2 separate regions of the Sus scrofa genome follow, and region 1 is linked to region 2. Evidence: chromatin contacts called from public HiChIP or PLAC-seq data. All regions are on one chromosome and are shown on one strand. Each heading gives the region's core, a stretch centred on a gene start, on an enhancer-like site or on the middle of the called end of the contact. The rest is flanking DNA. Distances are from core to core; before and after follow the strand shown.

Evidence for each region. HiChIP or PLAC-seq counts read pairs in DNA pulled down with a chosen protein or histone mark.
Region 1: an H3K27ac HiChIP or PLAC-seq map of alveolar macrophages shows a contact between it and region 2. The contact joins two enhancer-like sites. A contact is called at or near these places in 2 of 47 Hi-C or Micro-C datasets (embryonic fibroblasts and epiblast stem cells) and 1 of 2 datasets of contacts at active chromatin or transcription factors (alveolar macrophages).

Annotation. Positions count from the first base shown.
Region 1 is chr14:76,558,408-76,563,010 of Sscrofa11.1, reverse strand. It overlaps CAMK2G (calcium/calmodulin dependent protein kinase II gamma), which reads left to right. Exons shown (of 21, transcript NM_214193.1): 11 at 388-471; 12 at 691-733; 13 at 3,196-3,258. Among named protein-coding and RNA genes, the nearest start is that of NDST2, 26 kb to the right of the region's middle. Within about 2 kb of position 2,175, at least 3 of the 83 cell types and tissues checked have an H3K27ac peak or open chromatin away from gene starts, as enhancers often do. A contact at or near this core is called in alveolar macrophages, where this site is marked.
Region 2 is chr14:76,734,283-76,738,869 of Sscrofa11.1, reverse strand. It overlaps VCL (vinculin), which reads right to left. Exons shown (of 21, transcript NM_213934.1): 2 at 695-765. Among named protein-coding and RNA genes, the nearest start is that of VCL, 36 kb to the right of the region's middle. Within about 2 kb of position 3,184, at least 6 of the 83 cell types and tissues checked have an H3K27ac peak or open chromatin away from gene starts, as enhancers often do. A contact at or near this core is called in alveolar macrophages, where this site is marked.

The DNA.
Region 1 (4,603 bases), core at 926-3,425, 170 kb after region 2:
GCAGGAACCCTGCTGGTTCTCGCACTGCCCAGAATCTGGAATGTACTAGGTGTTCACTGAACAGTTGCTGAAGGAGTAATGGCGTGAGGATGACAATACACAGAATACTGGCCCCTTTCATAGCCTCCATCTCCCAAGGAAGATTAGCACACTCTCGGGCATGTTCTTCCAGCATCAATTACCGGTGGTGTTTTCATGTTCAGATTATTGTCCTTACATAACCTTGAGTTTTGGGTAGTGCTTTTATTGTAAAAGCATTTTCACATCTATGACTTCATCTTTGGAGCAACTCTCGGGTGGCTGAGCACAAGGCCATCGGTGCTGGGACAGTGGTGAGGGGCAGAGGATCTGGCCGGGGGCTCACAGGCCTGTCTGTTTGGCTTCCAGCAACGGTCCACAGTGGCATCTATGATGCATCGTCAAGAGACTGTGGAGTGCTTGCGCAAGTTCAATGCCCGGAGAAAACTAAAGGTGAGTCTTGCCTTCCTGGCTGGGCTGCCCGCGTGCTTTTGACAGGGTGCCCCCTGCCCCATCACCGAAGGGAACACCCCTCCTGGCTGGAGCTGAGCTGTGAAGATGGTGTACATGTTGGGGGCCCCAGTCCTGGTGTCTTCGGGCTCTCGCTGGCAGCTGCCCTCTGCCTGAGAACAGACTGCACATAGAATTCACAGGTCTCTCTTCTTTCCCCAGGGTGCCATCCTTACGACCATGCTTGTCTCCAGGAACTTTTCAGGTATGTTTTCAGCTGTGCACTTTAATTCTACGAGGTGAGTGGGTCAGAACAGGCTGTTGCCATACCGTGCCACCCTGGCGCTGGGTGTCTCAGGCAACACCTTGACCAAGATGATGGGGATCCTGTTTTGGAGGGGCTGCTGCAGCTGAGGATTGTAACCTGAAATTCTGGGAGGCCTGACGTGGCTTCACATTTGTGAACTATATTCCCTCCTCCCAAGGAATAGCCTGGCCAGCCTCCCATTTACCTTGTCCCTGGGGCTTCTTATTGAATTCTCTGAAGACTCTCAGCACTTTAAATTTTAGCAGGTCTCGAGGGCATTGGAGGATATGCTGGGAGAAAGAAAGTGATGAGGTGTAATGAACCTTCCCAGTCACCACCATTAATTGGCCAACTAAGGCGATCTCTCTGTTGTCGTGTCCAAGTGGAGATGACTAATAGAAATTATTCCAGATGTTTAAACCTTTTACGGTGACTGTGCTTAAAATATCCTCTGATACCAATTGTAAGAGTGAAGTAATAGAGACCAGCAGAATGGAAGGAAAAGAACTTGCTTAAATTTGCATGAGGAATTGGGAGAAGTGAACCAATAATTTGTAAATCACACTTCACATTTCTTTTTAAGATGCAAGACACTCCACCTTCCCCCCCTCCCCATCGTTTGCCCTCAATTGGGAAGCACAGTGGCTTTTCTGCAAGGAAAAGATTAACAACAGGATTTAAGACAGAAAGGTCTCTTCCCGGCTTGCCTTTTCCCCTGGCCTTCCCTCCTCCTAACCCCCAGTTCCCCTGTTTTGGTTCAAGACACTTCCCACCCCACCCCTGTCTCATTCTAACCAGGCTCCTTCCCTTGCTTTCCTTCTGCGCTGCCCTAACGGAGCGGAGGTTTTGCGGGAGGCACAGGTGGGCAGCCACTCTGGGCAGAGGTTGCTCCCTTAAGCCTGAGTCCAGGGCTCACTGTGCTGGTTCCTGGTAACCTGGCTCTGGGGCTTCCTGAGCTCTTCCCTGAGGGAGAGCCACAGGGCCCCAGGCTGAGGACTGGAGAGTGAGCTGGGAGAGTGTCCCCCTCAGGCCCACCCCTGTGGGGCTCGATCTTGTGCTGTGGGAACCCATGGAGAGAAGCTCTGGTTCTGGATTCGCCTCACAGATGGGAGCAGGAGGCCACTGTAGGCTGCTTCCAGCAGAGGTGGGGCTGTAGTCCCACGTTGTGCTTCTAGTCCTCTAATTACTTGCAGCTTCTACTTTCTGGGTTTAAGAAAGCCTTTCTAGAGGACGCTCAAGGGCAGCTCTGTGCCGACCCTGGAATGGTGATCTGTTCTCTCTCTGTGTGAAAGAGATGTGAAAACAGGCTGCTCGGAAATCAATAGCATGTGCCCTGTCCAGTGGCCTCAGGCCTCCGCATCAGCCTCTCCCCGTCCATTTCAGGAAATCAGTGTCCTGGTTTCAGGAACTTGGTCTCTATTAGGACACAGCACTGTCACTGATCCCTAAAGAGCTTCCTGTCCCTCTCTCGACTTTGGCCTTTGCGCTCCCTTTGCCCTGGCTCAGGAGACAAAAAAAAAAAAAGAAATGCTGCAGGCATTCCAGGATGACCTCTTCTGCCCTGCCTCTGGGGCAGGTGAGGTCAGAGCCTGTCCCTAGAAGCTTCTGCAGAAAGAGGTGTCCACAGGTATAATCAAACAGGAGGGGCACTTGTGTGCTTCCTTAGGAATGAGTTGGACTGTTTTCTGAGTTGAAATAGAGGGTTCAGCCTATCCCTGGTTTCTAACACGTTGGCTCATGGTGAAATCAGGGCCTCTAGAATGTATCGCTTCGGTGGCCTTTGTTTTCTTTCTGGGCACTTATACCCTTGGAGCGCTGTGAGATACAGCTTCTCCTGGCCAGCTGGCTCAATTGAAGAGGGAAAGTGAGCTGTGCCCCTGAGGATTTGGGGGCTGTGGAGCATCAGTGAGTTAGCTGCACAATGGCCATGGTTCCTTCCTAGGCCCCTAGTGCCAGTCTCGCTACTTTTGGGATATGGCCTGAGGAACCGGCTCTGTTCCGGGCTCTCTGAAAATGTCCTTCTTGAGGTCCCCCCGGGAGGAAGGTCTGCAGATGAGGCTTACTCTCCTCATAGCCTTAAGCTAGGGCTGGGCAGCCTCAGAAAGGACACTGCCTCTCACCGAGTCAGGCCTTGATCTGCGGGCTCTCACCCCAGTGGTTGCAGCACAGGTGGGCTTCCCTCTGCCCTGAGCCCAGTCCTCTCAGGTCCCCAGACTGCTGCAGGGCCAGCCGCACCTGCTCACCAGCCTGCCTCCGGTGCCTCTGCTCCCCCAGCTCGGCCGGCTTGGCCACGCCGCCCGCCCGGACCCCGCTGTGCGCAGCGGCAGCGGGTTCCTGCCTCGCGCTGGGGCATGCTCGCTGCTGACTGGCCCCCGTGGCTTGGCGGCAGCTCTGTGCACTGAGAGACTGTATCCCCTCAGTTGGCAGGCAGAGCTCCGCCCCCGCCTCGCCTGCCGCGAGCGCCGCCGGCCTGGCCGGGCAAGGTACGTGGCATGAGTCCTCCCCGACCGCCTGCCTCGGCTCCCTGCCACCCCACCAGGAGGGCCAGCATGCCAGGCCCGAGCACCAGGGAGGCGAGTCCCATGCTTGTGGGCTGAGATGGGCATGCCAGACGGACCACCTAACTTGGCATCTGCAAGCGCATTGGTGTTTCAGAGCCCCCTAACCAGCCATGCATGCTGGGCGCTTGCCAACTCTCAGGAGGCAATAGCCTGGGGATGTGGAGCTGGGCAGCAGGAGGCTTTTCTCCAGACGCCGCCCACCCGACAGCCTGGCCTGCCAGTGAGGGCTGCAGCCAAGGCGGGCCTGCAGGTGCCCGGGGTGAAGACCAGCCCTCAGTGGCACTGGTGGGGACCCCATGGGGAAGCCACACCCCTCAAAATTGTGAAGTCTGGCATTTGCAGACCTCTGGGTCTGAAAGGCTGTAAAGTGCAGGAGCTGTGCAGACAGCTGTCCTTGGGTTTGGATCCTAGCCTTGCCACACCCTGAGCAGGTCACATTTGCTCTCCCAAGCTTAGTTTCCTCACCTCTCTATTGGGGCTAATAAATAACATGCTGATGATTAAGATTGTGTATGTCTAAGGCTCTCAACCCTGCCTGTATGAGAAAATTAAAAAAAAAAAATCCTGATGCTGGGACCCCACCCCAGGCAAATAAAAGCAGACCCCCTAGGGTATGGGATGGGCATAAACAAAAGTTGTGTTTGTTTGTTTAAGTCCCAAGTGATTATAATGGGCAGTCAGAGTTAAGAACTTTGACATATGTAAAGCATTTAACACAGTAGGTGGTCAGGCGTAGTAAACGTGTTGAAAAAAATAAGTGTCAGATCACCCAGCATGAACTGGAGATGGGCCCAAAGGCCATTTTTGGAGGTCAGAATTCTTGTGATAGAAGGACACTTATTCTCACTGGAGACCCAGCTTGGGTAGGAATGGCCACCTGAAAGAAAGACTGGCAGCAGCAATAGTGACAATGGTTACCACTTACTGAGTACTTGCTGTGTGCCAAGCACTCCGCCTAGCACATTTCATGCCATGATCCCATTTTATAGATAAAGAAACTGAGGTTCAGAGAGGTTAATAAGTAACTCTACAACCAGCAAGCAGTAGAACCAAGATGCAAAGTCTAGGTGGGTCAGAGAGTTGGACTGATTCCATCTCCCTGGAATATTCCATCCACTGCCTGCTACCTTCCTGTGGCCCCTGTTGCCCCAGGAGCGACATGTTGAATGCAGAGCTCATCACCCCGTGCCTGGCTAGAATCTCTGTTTAATACTTCATTATTCTGCCCAGTCCTTTCTGCTTAGTGAGTCCAGAGAGTAGACTCTGA
Region 2 (4,587 bases), core at 1,935-4,434:
CCTGCTCATAGGTTTATTGGCCATTTGGATTTCCTCTCTTCTAAAGTGCCTATTCAAATCCTTTGCCTTTTTTTAAAAAACTGAATAAACTTATTCTATTGACTTGTAGAGGTTCTACTTTTTTTTTTCCTTATGCATCAGCCTTTACTTTTACTTAGGACTTGACTGCCATAAAGAACAAAGTCATTAACCAAAGACAGTGTAATCACAAACATGAGAAGCTTTAATCAAAAGTCAGTATCTCTGCTTGCTTTACATAGGATAGGCCAAAATATCTAGAAATTACTTGTAGGAGTATTAAGTGATATGTAAGTATAACAAATTTAAAATTCTACTGAAATACATTGCCATATATATTTTTAAAGCTTGTATCTCTTGTTATCTCCCATCAAAGGTATTTAGTATACAATCCAGATTTATGCATGCTAAGGTTAGAATGTTTCTGAATTCTTTCCATTCTAAATAACAAAATTTAGAAGTCATAGTCTGACTAAAAATTATGTCAGAAATGCCTAACACCAATGAATAAAATCAACAATAGTAAACCTGAATGTAGAAAGATGAAAAGTGAAATTTTATCTGTAAACAGAGCTTTTTATTTAAAAAAAAAAAAATCGCTCCTACAATCAGTACTTTTCTTTCCTAACAAGAGAATTATTCTGTTTAGCATTAGAAAAATGTTTTAATTACTTACTTAATAAATGCTGGTGGCATATCTCTCTTCAAAATCTGATCCTCAGTGGTTTGAACAGTCTCTTTTCCAACCTACATGGAAAAACAATTCACAATTTAAATATAAATTCTCAGACTTTTAAAACTATTGCTTAAATATATTTGAAATGTAAACATTACATATAATATATCACTGAAGTTTCTAGATTCAACGATAATTTCTGGATGTTTCGAAATTATCAAGACTGCTCCCATAAATGCTTCCATAATACAGTTGGATAACAATATCGACTACAAACATAATACAAGAAACTTCTCAAGAGTAATTTGAAGGAATCATTGAGCAGTGAGAAAACAAAAGAAATCCAACACTGAGAATATATACATGTGTGTTTACAGTTTTTTTCTGTTTATTTGTTTGTTTGTTTTTAAATGGCCACATCTACAGCATACAGAAGTTTCCAGGCTAGGGCTCAAATCACAAGTAGACCTACACCACAGCCACAGCAACACAAGATCCGAGCCATATCTGCGACCTATGCCACAACTTGCAGCAACACCAGTGAAGCCAGGGACTGAATCTGCATCCTCACAGACGCTATGTCAGGTTCTTAACCCACTAAGCCACAACAGAAGAAACTCCTATATTTATGTTTAATGACAAACTGCTGTATCTGTAGATTATATGAAATACCTGAATCCAGTTAGGTAGCTCAAGACGTCTACTCAGAAGTAAACTGATGTTATTGAAACTGAGAAAATTTGTGAAACAATTGTAACTGAAACTAGAAACTACAAATATATGAAAACAATAACTAGCAATCAACATGATGTTCTCCCTAATTGTAGGACAACTTAAAATGAAATAATATATGGAGTTCCTGCTGTGGCACAGTGGGTTAAACCCAGCTTGTCTCTGTGGAGGCATGGATTCGATCCCTGGCCTGGCACAGAGGGTTAAGGATGTGTTGCTGCAGCTGTGGCATGGGTCACAGATGCAGCTCTGATTTGATCCCTGACCCAGGAACTTCCATATGCCACAGGTGTAGCCGAAAATGGGAAAAAAAAAAAGAAAGAAAATGCTAAATGCTACAATGGAACAAATAGTTTTACACCTTGCTGGTGGCAATGTAAACTGATACATTTTCTTTGGAAAATCATTGGCTAGCCTGTGTTAAGACACATTTAAAAACTCCTTATCTAGGAGTTCCCGTCGTGGCGCAGTGGTTAACGAATCCGACTAGGAACCATGAGGTACGGGTTCGGTCCCTGCCCTTGCTCAGTGGGTTAACGATCCGGCATTGCCGTGAGCTGTGGTGTAGCTCACAGACACAGCTCGGATCCCGAGTTGCTGTGGCTATGGTGTAGGCGGTGGCTACAGCTCCAATTCGACCCCTGCCTGGGAACCTCCATATGCTGCGGGAGCGGCCCTAGAAAAGGGGAAAAGAAAAAAATCCAACTGCAGTGGCTTGGGTTGCAACGGAGTTATAGGTTTAATTTCCCACGCCAGGTTAAGGACCTGGCATTGCCACAGCTATGGCATAGGTCACAGCTGCAGCTCAGATTCAGTCTCTGGTCTAGGAACTTCCATACACAGCAGGTGTGGCCAAAAAAAAAAGTGTTACTGTGGGTTATTTAGGTGCAATTATTTCCTACCTAATAATTATAGTAATTAGCTGTCATTTTATATGTCTTCCCAAAAACTTCAAAAATTTTAAAATATGTAAAAATATTGTCACACTGACCAGACTGTGTATATGGGAACATGTACTTATCATACCACAAATGATATACATACTCACTTTCTTCAAAATCAGTTCTATGTAGTACTTGAATGTCAATTTTTCTTTAACCACATCATATATTGCAAAGCACTCTAGAAGAAGTACTTTAATAGACAGAATAGTGAAATTCACACTTTATCAATATAAAGCTATCAAGGAGTATTAAATCATAAATATAAACATTGCAATGCAGAAATCTATGAAATTTTTAAAACCCAGTATGGAAAATTATCTCAATCCTATTATTCAACCATTTAATTTTTATTGAGTTTAAAGAAGGAAAAAAATGGGTTTAAAAAAAATCCCTAAATGCATACTAAATCAGCTAAAGCAAAAAACACAATAAACTATTCTCAGGGAATACCAGTCAGGCATGAGTTAATGAATACAAGTTTTTTCTCTCAAGTTAATAGCTCAGAAAAAAGCAAGACACATATACCACTGTGTAATAGTCAGTGTTTTCGTAGACAATAGACTGTCTGTATCATAATAAAAGCCTTTCAAATCAGCAGCTGGTTCTCTAGAGTTTCTCAGATCAAAACATGACAGAATATTTCCAGATGTATTGTTCACCATAGTTTCCAACAAAAATCAGCCATTCAAAAAGCTGTGGACCATGACTTCATAAAGGAAAAGATGAAGTTCAACAACAAAGTCACTAGTTCATACTAAGCATAAAGGGCCTAGAAGGAGGTTCACACTTAGAAAAAAGGCACTTCCTTTTATTTTATGCACATGTGTACATATATAGAAAAAGCCAGAGAAATACAGAGGCAGAGAGAGAGAGAAGGAGAGAGATCTTGCGTTAGTGAATGAGTAAGTGGGGTGGTGGTGGGGCTGAGTTCTTCCTCTATCTCCTACTTTCCAAGTATTCCATATTCAGTTATTCAGCATTATTAAACATTTACTGAGTACAACTACATGCACCAGTCACCGCTCTACTCTAGGTACCAGGGACAGAGCGGGAGTGAAAATGTTTCCTCCCCTCATTGAAGTTATAGTGGGAGTAGACAATACACAAGTAAAAAAATAAACGAAATCATTCCAGAGAATAGTAAGGATGATACTAAAAGCGTATGAGGCAGGAGTAGAAAGAGCCTACTTTAAAAAGAGTGGACAAAGAAGTTATCATTGGGAGTTCCCGTCGTGGCTCAGTGGTTAACGAATCTGACAAGGAACCATGAGGTTGTGGGTTCGATCCCTGGCCTCACTCAGTGGGTTAAGGATCCAGCGTTGCTGTGGCTCTGGTGTAGGCCAGCAGCTACAGCTCCTATTGGACCCCTAGCCTGGAAATATCCATATGCCACGGGAGCAGCTCTAGAAAAGGAAAAAAAAAAAAAAAAGTTATCATTGGAGCTAAGATTCTGAAGGTGAAAAGCACTCATGCAAGAGATGGGAAAGAACAATCCAGAGGAGAAGCAAGAAAAAGGCCCAAAGGCAGGGAAGTCTGGGTACACTCAAGGAACCCTAAGGAGGCCAGAATGGCTAAAGCTCTGTGCGGGGGACAGTATGGTGATGAGCTGAGTAAGAAGACAAAGGGTCAGATCACAAAGAGGCTTGAAGGCCAGGTAAAGGTGTTTGGAATCTTTTCTAACTACAATAGGAGGCAGGAGGGCTAAGAGACTGACATGATCTGATTTTTTTTTTTTTTTTTTTGATTTTTTTTAGGTCCACATCTGTGGCATATGGAGATCCCCAGGCTAGGGGTCTAATCAGAGCTACATCTGCCGGCCTACACCACAGCCACAGCAATGACAGGTTGGATCCGCATCTGCAACCTACACCACAGCTCACGGCAACACAGGATCCTTAACCCACTGAGGGAGGCCAGAGATCGAACCTGAAACCTCATGGTTCCTAGTCGGATTTATTTCCACCGCACCACAGCGGGAACTCCTGATTTTTTTTAAAGATCATTTTGTCTGTTATAAGGAGAAGTGATCTTAGAGGACAAGAGGAAGTAGTTAGGAGGCTACTGTAGTCCTCCACGGGAGAGATGGTGATGACTTAAAACAAGATGTGAAAGTGGAAATGGACAATTAGTTTTTTTGGAAGAAGAGCTAATGGGACTTGCTCTTGGAATAGGTGAAGCAGGGTATGAGGGGGTAGACTGAGAGAAAGAAACATAAAA